Regions from separate parts of the Anas platyrhynchos genome. Here region 1 is linked to region 2. The links are chromatin contacts, called in public Hi-C maps. All regions are on one chromosome and are shown on one strand. The core of a region is the stretch at or near the end of the contact, and the rest is flanking DNA. Distances in the headings are between cores, read along the strand shown.

Evidence for each region. Hi-C and Micro-C count contacts between places; a contact is called where the count stands out from the background.
Region 1: a Hi-C map of liver shows a contact between it and region 2, with 2.6 times the contacts expected there. The contact joins the enhancer-like site here to the promoter of PXMP4 in region 2. A contact is called at or near these places in 2 of 8 Hi-C or Micro-C datasets (liver and skeletal muscle).

The regions. Positions count from the first base shown.
Region 1 is chr21:5,572,041-5,578,101 of IASCAAS_PekinDuck_T2T, forward strand. It overlaps CBFA2T2 (CBFA2/RUNX1 partner transcriptional co-repressor 2), which reads right to left. Exons shown (of 11, transcript XM_072026271.1): 10 at 5,779-5,966; 11 at 818-3,363. The coding sequence ends at 3,079. It overlaps NECAB3 (N-terminal EF-hand calcium binding protein 3), which reads left to right. Exons shown (of 13, transcript XM_027472913.3): 13 at 1-1,044. Among named protein-coding and RNA genes, the nearest start is that of NECAB3, 26 kb to the left of the region's middle. Within about 2 kb of position 3,646, at least 2 of the 8 cell types and tissues checked have an H3K27ac peak or open chromatin away from gene starts, as enhancers often do.
Region 2 is chr21:5,528,830-5,534,736 of IASCAAS_PekinDuck_T2T, forward strand. It overlaps PXMP4 (peroxisomal membrane protein 4), which reads left to right and starts at 4,559. Exons shown (of 4, transcript XM_027472954.3): 1 at 4,559-4,747; 2 at 4,931-4,993; 3 at 5,354-5,552. The coding sequence starts at 4,608. It overlaps ZNF341 (zinc finger protein 341), which reads right to left and starts at 4,564. Exons shown (of 15, transcript XM_027472953.3): 1 at 4,452-4,564; 2 at 711-821. The coding sequence starts at 4,482.

The DNA.
Region 1 (6,061 bases), core at 2,396-4,895, 42 kb after region 2:
TGGAGCAGCACAAAGACTGCCCCATCCCATCCTCGCCTTGCAGAGCCAGGAGCTGCTGTGCTGGTGTGGAGCTGGTGGCACCGAGGGCAAAGGGGGCTGGGCAGGACGGGGGCTCCCTGCAGGGGTCGGGGTCATGAGGAGCATTCAGAGGCTGGGAGCTGCCCGCCAGCACCCTGCCACACCACCACGGGGGGTCACTGAAGCCAGGGTGGGCCCTGGGGGGTGGCAGCAAGCAGGGGCTCCCTGCGTGGGAGGGGGCAGTGGGGTTGGGAGAGAGTTGGCCCCAGCCGCCAGCTCCTGGTTAACTTGGCTCCTGCAGGGCCTGGGGCCGCGTGCAGCCACCCCCAGCTTTGGGCAGCCCCGGTTCCTGGCCTGGGAAGTTCCACCCAAGCTCCAGGGCCCCCCAGCTGCCAGGACACCCCCAGCCATGGGCAGTGCTGTGCCTTGTCCCTGAGTCCTGCATTTATTTCAGGAGGGTGAGGGCACTGCTGGGATGCTTCCTGCTGCTTCTCTGAGCCCCCTGCACCCTGAGAAGCCAGGCTTTGGGGTCCCCCCACTGCCCCCCAGGTGCTGGCGAGCCTGCAGCAAGGGGTTGGCACTGCAAGCTCCCCCCCAGCACGCTGCAGGCTCCTCTGTGCCCCAAATCAACAACGTGCTTAAAAAAAAGAACACGCTTCAATGCGAAGGGAAAGAGACCCAAAGTTCCCCGGTACCTGACTGACGTCCAGCTCTGCCTGCGCCCCCGCAGAACCCCCGGCAGCTGCCCGGGCCCTGCCACAAAGCATCGGTCCTTCAAGGAAAGAGGCCCGAGGAGCTGTACGATGAATATAGTCTTTTTATTGACTACTTTTGAGTAGAACAAACTAAATACATCTGTAACAGTTTGGGTTCCTTTATACAGTACATTAAATAAGTTATGCACAGGAATGAAGTAACAAATTCCTATTACAGAATTAAATGTCAAAAAAAAAAATAGAAAACTCACCCCACCAAGTCTTCTTCCCAGGTCTGAATTTCACATTTATCGTTACAATTTATTTTTTTTTTAAAAAGCAATCGTTCTAATCATGACCGTTAGTACTTCATTCATTTACACTGGGGTTAATTTTAATACACAGCCAAAGTTGCATGAGAATTATGGAAGACAATCTATTTACAAGCCATTTTCAGCACGGCACCGCGCTCATTCCTTTCTCAGCCGCTCTGGCAGTGCTTGGCCCCCCCCCGGCCCCTCGTGTGCGCTCAGGGCCGCAGGGACCTGCCGGGACGCCGCAGCCCCGTGTTGGTACCTGAGGCAGCTCCAAGTTCTCATGCGTTGTGCTGCGGACACGGGACAGTCCCAGCTGCCACTTGAGAGCTTTCGTGGAAACCAGGAGACTTCGTGGCTTTTTTTTCAAACTGAAACCTCGCCGATGCGGGACTCACCCGCTCTATCCCCCGACAGCAGCTTCCAGAACAACGTTCCCCGAGGGATGAAGCTGGTTCGCTGGGTAACTCGATTATCCCTGGGCACACCCCTGCCAGCCAGCAGGCAGCCACACCACGGCACACTCGGTGACTATTCATTACATCTCTATTATTCACCTCCAATTGAAAAAGTGATCAAAAATAATTTGGGAATTACTTGCCTCATTGGGCTCCAACCCAGCAATCATACAAAAGCAGTCACGGAAACACAGCTTTGCTGAATAGATGGTTTCCTGGATCCCATTTGCGCACAGCATGTGGGATCAGTGTGCGTCCCCGAGGGCACGCTCCGGTGCCTCCCATCCGCCGCCGACAGCCTCTGAGGGGAGAGCTCCGAGGCTGCGCCGGAGCCGAGCCCTGCAGTAGCTGTTGGCGGGTCAGAGCTCCGCAGGCTGCCCCCGAGCCCTCCCCACGTGCTGACGCAGGGGCTCTGCTCCCTCCTGGGGCGGGCGCTGGGTCCCCGCAGCTTTGGGTTGGGCTCAGGGTGCCGACAAGGTGGGGGAAGCTGCACGGGGCCCCCGGGAGGGCCGCGCATCCCCACGCACCTCCAGCGGGGCCAGGGATCCCCGGGGTGGGTGAGAGCCGGCACAGGGTGCCGAGCCCTGCATCAGTGTGGCCAACGCGCGGGGAGAGAACGGGCTATAAATAATCCACTGCAATCACGCTGGGATCTTTGTGGTTGAAAACACCACCGGTAACTCTCCAACCAACAACTTCCATGCAAAGAAGAAATGCTTTCTGCACAGCAAAATAATGGTAGCCAGGTGGAAAGCGCAATAACTGCCCACAAGGAATCCAGATTTGGTCTGCACATTTGCACTCAGCAAAGGTCCAACCCCGAGTATCACGCAACTGCCTGTCCAGTTACAGCGAGGGATTAAAAACAGGCCCTCCAGCAGTGACCAGCTGTACTTCCCTGGTACTGACATTTGGTTTAGAGCTGTCCTCAGCAGACGTGTCCTCTCCTCAGCCTCCGCAGCCTGGAGCCGCCACCCGCCGCAGGCAGGAGCAGAGCAGCTCAGTTCTCCCCAAGCAGCTACGTATTTGTCATTGCACTAGAGAATGAGATGCTCTTGCTGGAAAATCGGCTCTGGTCTGTTCAAAGCAACAAAGAGCCAGCACGGCTAACTGAGAAACCTTTGTCTGGGAGCAAGATTAAAAAAGAAAAGATGCGTATTATGGAAAAAAGGTAGCTGAATGAGGGGGCAGTTCAGACACCTCAGGAGAAGAGCCTGAGCGCGTTTGACCCTTGAGAACAGGGCTGCTTGGCTGGGCACCGCTCGCTCCACATTTCCTGCCGGCGCTCCGTGGGGGCCGGGTTCCCCTGAGCGAGTGCCCAGACCCCCCGGGTCCCACACGATGCTCTGGTGCGGCCCTTCGGAGAGAGCAGCACGGAGGCACCTTGAGCGAGGCCGTCCCAAGTCCTTTATGAGCCCTAAAAAAGGCCGAATGAGATGGCAAAGCCCAAGTGCCGGTGCTCCGGAGGAGGCGGCGTGGATTTGTCAATTGTGCCAAGTGACAGAAGTTTCTGCGGTGTGGTTTTTTTTTTCCAACTTAAAAAACAAATAAATCGGGAAAACTAATCAAATGGACTGACCCCAAACTTCCCTTTTAGAGTCCGTTCGTTTCTATTGCTGTCACAGACGCTGGAGTGGAGGATCGAGACGTGGCTGCCGAAGTCTTCTCGAGGGCCGGGCTGGACACGCCGTCGATGGCCTTGGTGGCTGTGGAGCGCCCCGCGGGCAGAGCCAGCGGCTTGCTCTGGCTGTGCAGGCTTTGGCCGCAGATCCGGTGGTGCCTCTCCCAGTCCTTGTGCTGGCAGAAGGAGCCGCAGTACCGGGCGATGTTGCAGCCACTGCAGGTCTCGCTGGCCTTGCGGCCGCAGTTCCAACAGCTCTGAAAGGACCCAAGACACCACACTTCAGAACGCGTTTCGTTGCCAGAGCTGTAGGACAGTGCTGACTCGACAGCTCTGGAGGGGACGTTCATCCCCCTCTGGCCCAGATTTAGTAATGTTAAGATGAGCAATCCATTTATTCCTGCTATTTCACAGCTCTTTGCCAAGGGTACTAACCCCTACTCCTCTGCCCTACAAAAGCCTGCCAGACTGCGCTGCACACATCCTCTCCCCTAGATCCACCCAAACGCACACAGGAAACAGCAGGCAAGGACTGAAAAACACACCACAGATGCTGCTATTTGGTCTTTTTATTTCCTGTTTTAAGCAGCTCTATTTTGGTACCGCTCCCAGCCAAGCGCTCTCCGCGGGGATTACAGCGCTGCACAGGCACCATTTGCTCTGCACCCTGCCTAGCTGCACAAGAGGTCAGAGCCGGCTAATTTGGAAAAGAAAAAGCCCATTTGAAAGCCTCCCAGCCAGGTGGAAGCGCTGCCAGCGCGCAGCCTTCAGTCTGGACGAGGAGCAGAGCCCCTCTGGCCGGCGGGCGAGGCGTCAGCTGGTGGGCTCACCGCCCGCGCGGCGCGAGCACGGGGGCAGGGGGCCAGCGCCGGGAGCTGCGGCCGCAGCTGCTCCGGAGAGGGGAGCGGGAGGATTTGCTTCCCTGCAGCTGGACCCCTGCATTAGCAAACGCCTACTGGGAGGGCAGCTTCAGCTGTGAAAGAGCAGCCCCTGCCAGAGCCCCGGGCCTCTCTCCGCGGGGCACATTTCATGGCCACTGCTGCCACGAAGGCGAGCGGAAGGCTGCCGGGCCCCACGCGCCCACCAGCGCGGAGTCTGTGCCCACGGCGACTTTGGGGCTGCCGAAGAGCCCAAGCGAGCTGGTCGGGAGCGAGCAGCTGCTGGGAGAAGCAGGACTCGCAACCAAGAGAGGCCCCACAGGAGCCTACAGTAACTGGGAGAGCTGGGCCAGCGCTGTGCGGCTGTTTGCACTTGGAGCAGCAGCTTCAGACATATTCCCAAGGTTCCCCGGCATGCCAGAACACGCCAGCCTGTGAGCAGGGCCCTTAGGGAAACAGGCCAGGGGTGTGGGGTTCACGGGGTGCTCACTCGACTCCCAAGGTCCTGCACTGCTCCCACCCCCTGTGCAGCAGCACCGCGAGGGGGACGCACAGACAGGAGGACGCTCCCCTGGTATTCCCCTACAGAAAGCTCATTGCTTATCTCATTCCTTCCCCAGCAGTTCCACCCACTCCCCTCATGTGTTTACTGACTGCCGCATCTGTCCTGCAGTGATTTCAGGGGAAGTCTCACAGCATGCCCACTGCTGCAATAACACCTGATGCTTACATGGCTCCTGCTGCATGGGGTGCCCAGAGCGTCCCAGGCCCCGCAGGAGAAGGGATCCAGACTCACTGCCCACGTGGCCTGAAGCGACACGAAGCCCTCACTCCCATCAGATTTTTGGTCAGCAGAAACAAAGCCCAAAGCATTTGTGCAGAGAAATGAAAGCAGTAAGGCAGCCACAAGTGGCCATGACATCGCAGCGCAGGAATTAACCGAGCAATTTGTGCTCAGTGCAGCTGAGATCTCCAAAACTTAATGAAATGTGTTTCCAGTTAAAGGACAGCGAGAGTGATAATTAATGACTGAGGGGTGGAAAGGAATTCCCTGAGACACCCACTCAGCAGGTGTCGCTGGCTATGACAAACCAGGAGCCCTCCCTTCTTTCCTGAGATGCAAAAACCTTGTTAGGTGTCACCAGCCCTCTGCAGGGCAGGGACAGCCGTCCCACACACAGGTTTCTCTCTGATCTCATGGGATCAGAGGAGCAAGAGCACTGCAGGGCCTGTTTCTGGAGAGCAGCTAACTCATGCTGCCTGGGCACGTGTTTTGTGAGCTCACAAACTGACAAGGTCCAAGGCAGCACGTACCCACCGCGCTGGTCAGCACCAAGGCAGGGTGTGATTACAGACCATCAAGAAATGAGTAATTCTGACCTCTCGTGGGACCCAGTTTCTACCCTGCACTGTTTTAAAGCCGTACCCACCAGCACCCTTTTCTCTTTGCTCTCCAAATGCACAGAAATCCCTGGTGGCTGCCCCGTGTCCAGCTGACGGTGCCCAGCTGGGCCCTCACACAACCACACTGCACCCGAGGGCTCTTCCAGAGGGGAATCAGTTTAGGCTGATTCCTCTGCCAATAAAATACAACCTCAAGTTTTCTTTTTTTTTTTTTTTTACAGTATCAATGCATCCTTTTAGTTACTGACCAGAGAGAGGCTTCTAAAAGGGAAAAGGGATGGGGGACCTGCAGGCTCCAGGCCACCCCTGGGCAGGACCCAGGGCCTTGGTGAGTCCCTGAAACTCCCCGCTGGGGACGTCCCCGCAGCTGGGCCAGCCCTGGCACCGTACCTCCGTAGACTCCTCCTGTTCGTTGATCACAAGGAAAGCGTCCTCAGTAGCCTGGCGCTTGGCGTCCGCAATGGTCTGCTCCATGCGCGCCCTCTCGGAGGCGATCATCTCGAAGGCCTTCTGCTCGGCCTCCGCCACAGCCTTCTGCACCTCCGACATGGCCTGGCGCTTCACCTCGTTCACGGCTTCTTCTGGAAGGGAACAGCAGCCTCAGCAGCCTGCCCGAGCCTCGGGGCGATGCCAGCCTGGGCAGGACGGGGGCACGGAGCTGCGGTGCCACGGC
Region 2 (5,907 bases), core at 3,309-5,808:
AGCCAGTCAGACTCAAACCTCTTGGAAAAAATAATATTCTGTGGCTCACAAGGTGGACCTCCTGTTTGGGGACACGGCCGTAACTTCTGCAGGAGCACAGCGCAGACTGGGCACTGCAAGAGGCTCTTTCTCCCATGGGATCCCTCAGGAACTCACTATCTAATCTGATCTGATCAGCAGTCACACAAGGGGAAAAAGGGGAAAAAGGGGAAAAAGGGGAAAAAGAAAAAACACACTCACGGGGAAAGGCGCAACGTATGAATCTACTGAACTGGCTGGTGCCAAACTGCCAGCCTGCAGCACACGGGGAGCCCAGGGATAAAGCACCCCCCGTCCTAGTCGAGCACTGGGAGTTTGTGAGTGGATGTGTGACTGCACTGATACATCCCCAGGGGATAAGGAATGGCTCATTAAATAAAAAAAATACGAACACGCAGTCATGGCAGAGAGTGGCTGCTCCCTTCTTCCGTGCCTTTAACGGAACCATGTAGCCCAGCCTAACGCCTGACCTGCCCCAAAGCATTTCTGCTTGCCCAGGTGCTTGCTCTGCTCCTTCCTCCTGCTCTGCCAGGCCCCACTGAGGGGTCACAACGCTTCCAGCAGCGCCCTACACAAGCAGGGTGCCTGGTCTGATAGTCACAGAGCACACCATGGGAGGAGACCCCCAGCCCACCACCCCTCGCCCGTCTCTCCCCCACTTCGGGACTCACCCATGGGCGGGATGGCGGTGGAGGAGCTGACGCTCTGAGCAGACGGGTCTGTTACTGCTCCCTGACCATCCAGCAAGGACTGCACGGCCAGCACCGTCTGGTTATCCATTCCTGGAAGGAGACAAAGCACGGGGGGTGAATCAGGCGTGGTGTGAACGCAGAGCACCTGGGGACCGGGAGCTTGCTCATGACGAGTCGTGCAGGGAGGTGTTCCCACAGAGCCCCTCTCACCTTCTCACCACCCTGCTCCATGGGCAGTCACGCTACAGCAACGCTCCCACCTGTCCTTTGGTACAAGGAAAGGGAAGGGAAGAAGGGCAAGAAAGCTGAGAGAGAGCTTCATTTCAGGCACGGGTTGCAGTGAGGAAGGATGCTTGCAGACAGCAGGTATGAAAAGAGCTCAGAGGCGGATATTTGGGATGTCACGGGCCATGCAGCCCATGTAGGGGCTCTCTGGGAACACGGTGGGACACAGCAGAAGCAAGCCACCAAGCTCGCTAACGATGAAATGCCTGGGGTGCAGCCACCTGGATTCAGCCCGCACCTGAGCTCCTGTGCGGTGCAGGAGAAACACCTCCCTGTGCTCAGGGTCAGCGCTCCTGGATCCCATCAGACACAGGGCTATGAGCTACAGGAGGATTCAGAGACAGCATTAAAAAGAACAGATCAAGCACGGGCTCCTTGGAGAGATGCTCTGAGCAGACCTGGCTCAGCCACTTACAGGCAGGCAGGACCACAGCTCCCGCTGCCCCCAGCGCGGAGCCTCCGCGGGTGCCTCTCCCTCAGAGCTGCCGGTGGCTCTGTCACTTCCAGCTCCCCCGGGACTCCCTGAGCGCACGCACACCCAGGCAGATTTGTTGTCAGGATGAGCTCACTTGCTTTGGCACCAATATTTGTCACCACAGCTAACATGTTGTAAAACACTCTAGATGAACACCGGAGTGGGGCCGGCTCGCCTCGGGACACAGCCGGCCAGCAGCACGTGGCCGGCGCATCACAGCCCGTGCACCCCTTCTCTCTTTAGAAATCACAGGGGAAGAATCAGAGAACAATCTGATCATGAAAAAAATAGCTAAAAGGGGTGATTTTTAATGCACCACTCCTCTCTACCAATTCCCTTACCACAAGAAACCCGTGAATACAATAAATGGCACGCCAAGGCCACACGTGGAGATTAAGGGGCAAAGCGGGAGGGGAGAGTTCATTGATTGCTTTTTACTTTTCATCAAGATCTTTGCAGATCTGGAGAAAAAAAAAAAGAAACCTGTAAAGCTCTGAGTAACTCTGACCTCAGGATTACACGCTGCAGTGAACAGCAAGTGTGTCCGTGTGCTCATTTTCAAACCGTGCCGGTGAGCGTGGTACCCAACGAGAGGTCCCCTGGCCAACAGCACCAGGAAGGGAAATAAAACACCCAACGGAGTCCCAAATAATGGCACGGCGCAGCAGAAGCATCAGCCTCATTTCACCATTACGGTTTCCTCTTGCTATTTTAGCATTGCTCCTGGACAGCAAGGATGTCACCTCCCCAGTGGGAAGCACATGCAGGACCCGCAGCATTTTAAGGACACTCTAAAAACTCGTTTCTCCTGCACCTCAGGCACGAAGCGATTAACAGCGGGACTCCACGAGTGCCTTCTCCATCCATCATCTTTCACCAAGGAGAGGTCACAAACACCTCCTTGGCAGGACAGCACCATTATGCCGGGGAGCAGAGGCACGAGCAGATGATGCCGCCTTACACCCTCCTGTAAAATTACCCCCACACCGACGGGAGCCCTTGGACATCGCTGACGGAGGCACAGCGCAGCTGCAGGGCCCGTTCTGCACCCCTTGCTGGCACGGAGAGCCATGTCCCTCCCGCAGGCCAGCTCCGCCAGCACCACGCCGCTGGATCCTGGCAGGCTGGCGTTAAAACCCACCTCCTGCTCTGCACAGCATCTCCTGGGCAACTGCAAAGGCGGCACTGCGGGCTGTGCTTGGCACATCCAAACCAGAGGGAAGCGGAGCGCGTCTGCGGGGGAAGCAAGCTAACGGGACACAGCACAAAAACGGGGATCAAACGCTCAGTGTCAGTGCATAAAGATAAGAGTGGAAATGGTGAACTACTCTCATCTGGCTTGCACCAAGACCACCACGCTCACTATGCCCAGCACTTCGCGCCTGGGTTTCTTTCTGGCTCTTCAGAGCGAAAAATCCGCGTGATGGCCTCGGTCCGGCTTGCAGGAAGGGGATTAAGGAGAAACCCAAACCTACAGACAGGCAGCGCTGGGGCAGCACCGCATGCGACCAGGACAACCCGAACAATTGCTCCTCGTCCGTCTCTCTTTTGCACAGACACGCAGGGAGTCCCCCCCGTTTCTCGAGTTAAACGCAGGCTGACACCCGTAACACGGGGCAGAAACCCTACATCCCAGGTTCAGGAACCAAGCAGGCTCCGGGCCGGACCGATGCCATCCCCGGGCTCCGTGAGGCAGCTGCGGAGCAGATCTGCACCGAGCACAGCCAGCAGCCGCCTGCGGGATGTCCTTTGGAGCCGTGAGACCTTTAAAAATCCACTTCTGCCTTCCCAGCAGCAGCAAGCCTTCCCTACAACCTGCCCAAAACACGAGGATCTGAGGGCTGCCAGGCTAAAAACCCAAGGCTGTGGGTTTGACGGGATCCAGGAGGACTGACACGAGCGCACAGATGCCGAGTCACCGACCTGGAGTCTGACAGCGCACAACAGACACCGAGAGCTCCAGTCACTGTGGGCTTGGAAAACAAAACAAAAACCACTCCACTGAGATGTTTTGCCCTCCTGAATTTGGCGATGAAACCCGGCCAGCAGAGAGGGACCGGGGCACACGCGGTGCTGTCACACACCCCAGGAGACCCAACGGGGCGAAGCATTGCTCCTTGCTCGTCTCCCCGCTGCTGCGATCGCAGGTGCTGCTCCTAAAGCGGGGCGGTGGTGCTGCTGCAAGGCCTGCCAGCCAGCGGGGTCCCCTCACGTATGGGAAAATCCACTCCGGGGATCCACGCTTTGGGACAGAGCTCGCCTCTAAACGGGCTGACCCCAGGCACAACCCCACACAGCCAGGCGCTGGCCGTGCCACGGAGCCCCCACACGCCCCACAGGGCCACGCACAAACACCCAGGGGTGAGAAGCAGCCCAGGGGCAGGCGGGGGGCACGGCTCAAGCCCTGCTGTGGGGTACAGGGGACACCCCAAAGCTGGGTCGGTGGCCGTGCCCGAGCGTTGCCTGGCACAGGGACAGGGAGCGAGGGGCACCCCGGGGGCTGGGAATGGGGTGACGGGGTGACGGGGTGACGGGGTGACGGGGTGCCCCCATGTGTGGGGGGCTGTGAGGTGATGGGGAGCCCCTAAAGGCAAGGTCACGGGGATGGGAAACGTCCCACGGGTGGGTGCAGCAGTGTGCAGGGATGGGGGTGACAGGGTGACAGGGGTGCCACAGCACCACCCCAGGGGGGCGATGGGGCCCTAAGGCTGAGGGACACGGGGACAGGGACCCCCAGGGACCCCCAGGGATCCCAGGCAGAGCCGGGTGGGGGCAGCAGGAGCGTGGAGGGGGGGACCCGGTGCAGCGGGGGGGACACGGGGCCGGCAGGAGGAGGGGGTCCCCGGGCGGGGAGGGCAGCGGGGAGCCGCGGGGGGGGTGGATGCGGGTTTGGGGCGGGCAGAACCGAGCCGGGGCTGGGCTGGGGGCGGCGGTGGGGGCGCAGCGGGGCCGCCCGTTACCTTCCAGCGCCTCGAAGATCGCCTGCGCCATCTTGGAGCCGGGGCGGGCACGGAGCGAGGGGAGGGGAGCGGGGAGGGGGCGGCCCCCACCCGCCCGCCCGCCGCCAGGGGGCGGCCCCGTCCCGCAGCCTGAGGGGCCGGGGAGCGGCGGGCGCCATGGCGGGCGGGGGGGCAGCGCCGGGCCCCGCGCCCCGCGTCCCGCTGCGGGCCCTGCTCCGCGCCCTCAACGCCCTCCTCAGGCAGCGCCGCCACCGCGCCGCGCTCGCCGCCATCAAGGGCTTCCGAAATGGAGCCGTGTGAGTGGGACGGGGACATGGGGACGCGATGGGGACGCGATGGGGACGGGGGGGGGGCGGCCGGTGGGGGCACCGCGCTCCCTGGGGGGGCGTCTGCTGGGTGCCGGGGGGGCTGGTCCGGCTCCTGGGGTGCTCCCCTGGCGGTGTCCCCCCAAACCTCACCGTATCTCTTCGTTTTCACAGCTACGGGGCAAAAATCCGCGCCCCCCACGCCCTGGTGATGACTTTCCTGTTCAGGAGCGGCAGGTACCGGCCCGCATCACTCCGGCCCTGTTCCCCTAAGGCCCGGGTTTAAGAGCAGGAGGATCCGTGAGCCCACTGCTGTAATAACCAGCAGGATAACGTGTATGGAGATACACAAGTGTATGCAGTGTGCAGGGCAGCCACTTGTCTGGGGGTTGGGCCTTGGCAGAATTCGGCAAAAGCACAGTGTGAGCAGAGCGTTGATGGACCCCCGATGGGTGCCCCACACCCCGGGGTGCCCCCCTCACAGAGCAGGAGGTGTCCGTGGGGTACCAGAGCTGAGGGTGGAGGTGGGTAAGGTCCGGGCTGGTTTTTGGTGGTGCTGCCTGTTCGCTCTCCTAATTGTCTGTTTCTTTTGTCCAGTTTAAGAGAGAAACTGAAGTCGATCGCTCAGGCTACGTACACCCATTCCCGGAACTTGGCGTATTTTGTGTTCACCTACAAGGGGCTGATGGCGTTGCAGTCCTGGCTACAGGGGAAAAAAATCCCATTTCATTCTTTCTTGGCAGCCTGCATTGGGGGTTGGTTAGTGTTTGGTGAGAACAATCCTGTCAACAGCCAGGTAAATGTCTTTGGTGGACGTTGGGTTGACAAAAAGACCAGCGGGTGGGTGGTTGTGTGCCGGGAACTGGCCGGAGTAGCGCGGCATCGTGCTGGTGGTTCTTGCTGTGCAGCAGGACCCGTTCACAGTATTGCTCTTTGCACAAGTTCTCTTTTTGACTGCTCCGCGCTCAAGCAGTAGGAGAGGTGGCTGTGTGCCTCCGGGACAGAGAGTGCAGTTTGAGAGCTAACAGCTCTGCTTGGCCTCCAGAGTTGCATCTAGGACAGCAGGTTCGCAGCCCAAAGCCACCTGGTTCCCCCACACGTTCTCTGAGCTGTGGTAACCGCCTGCCTCTGAGCTCCTGGCCTGCCTGCTT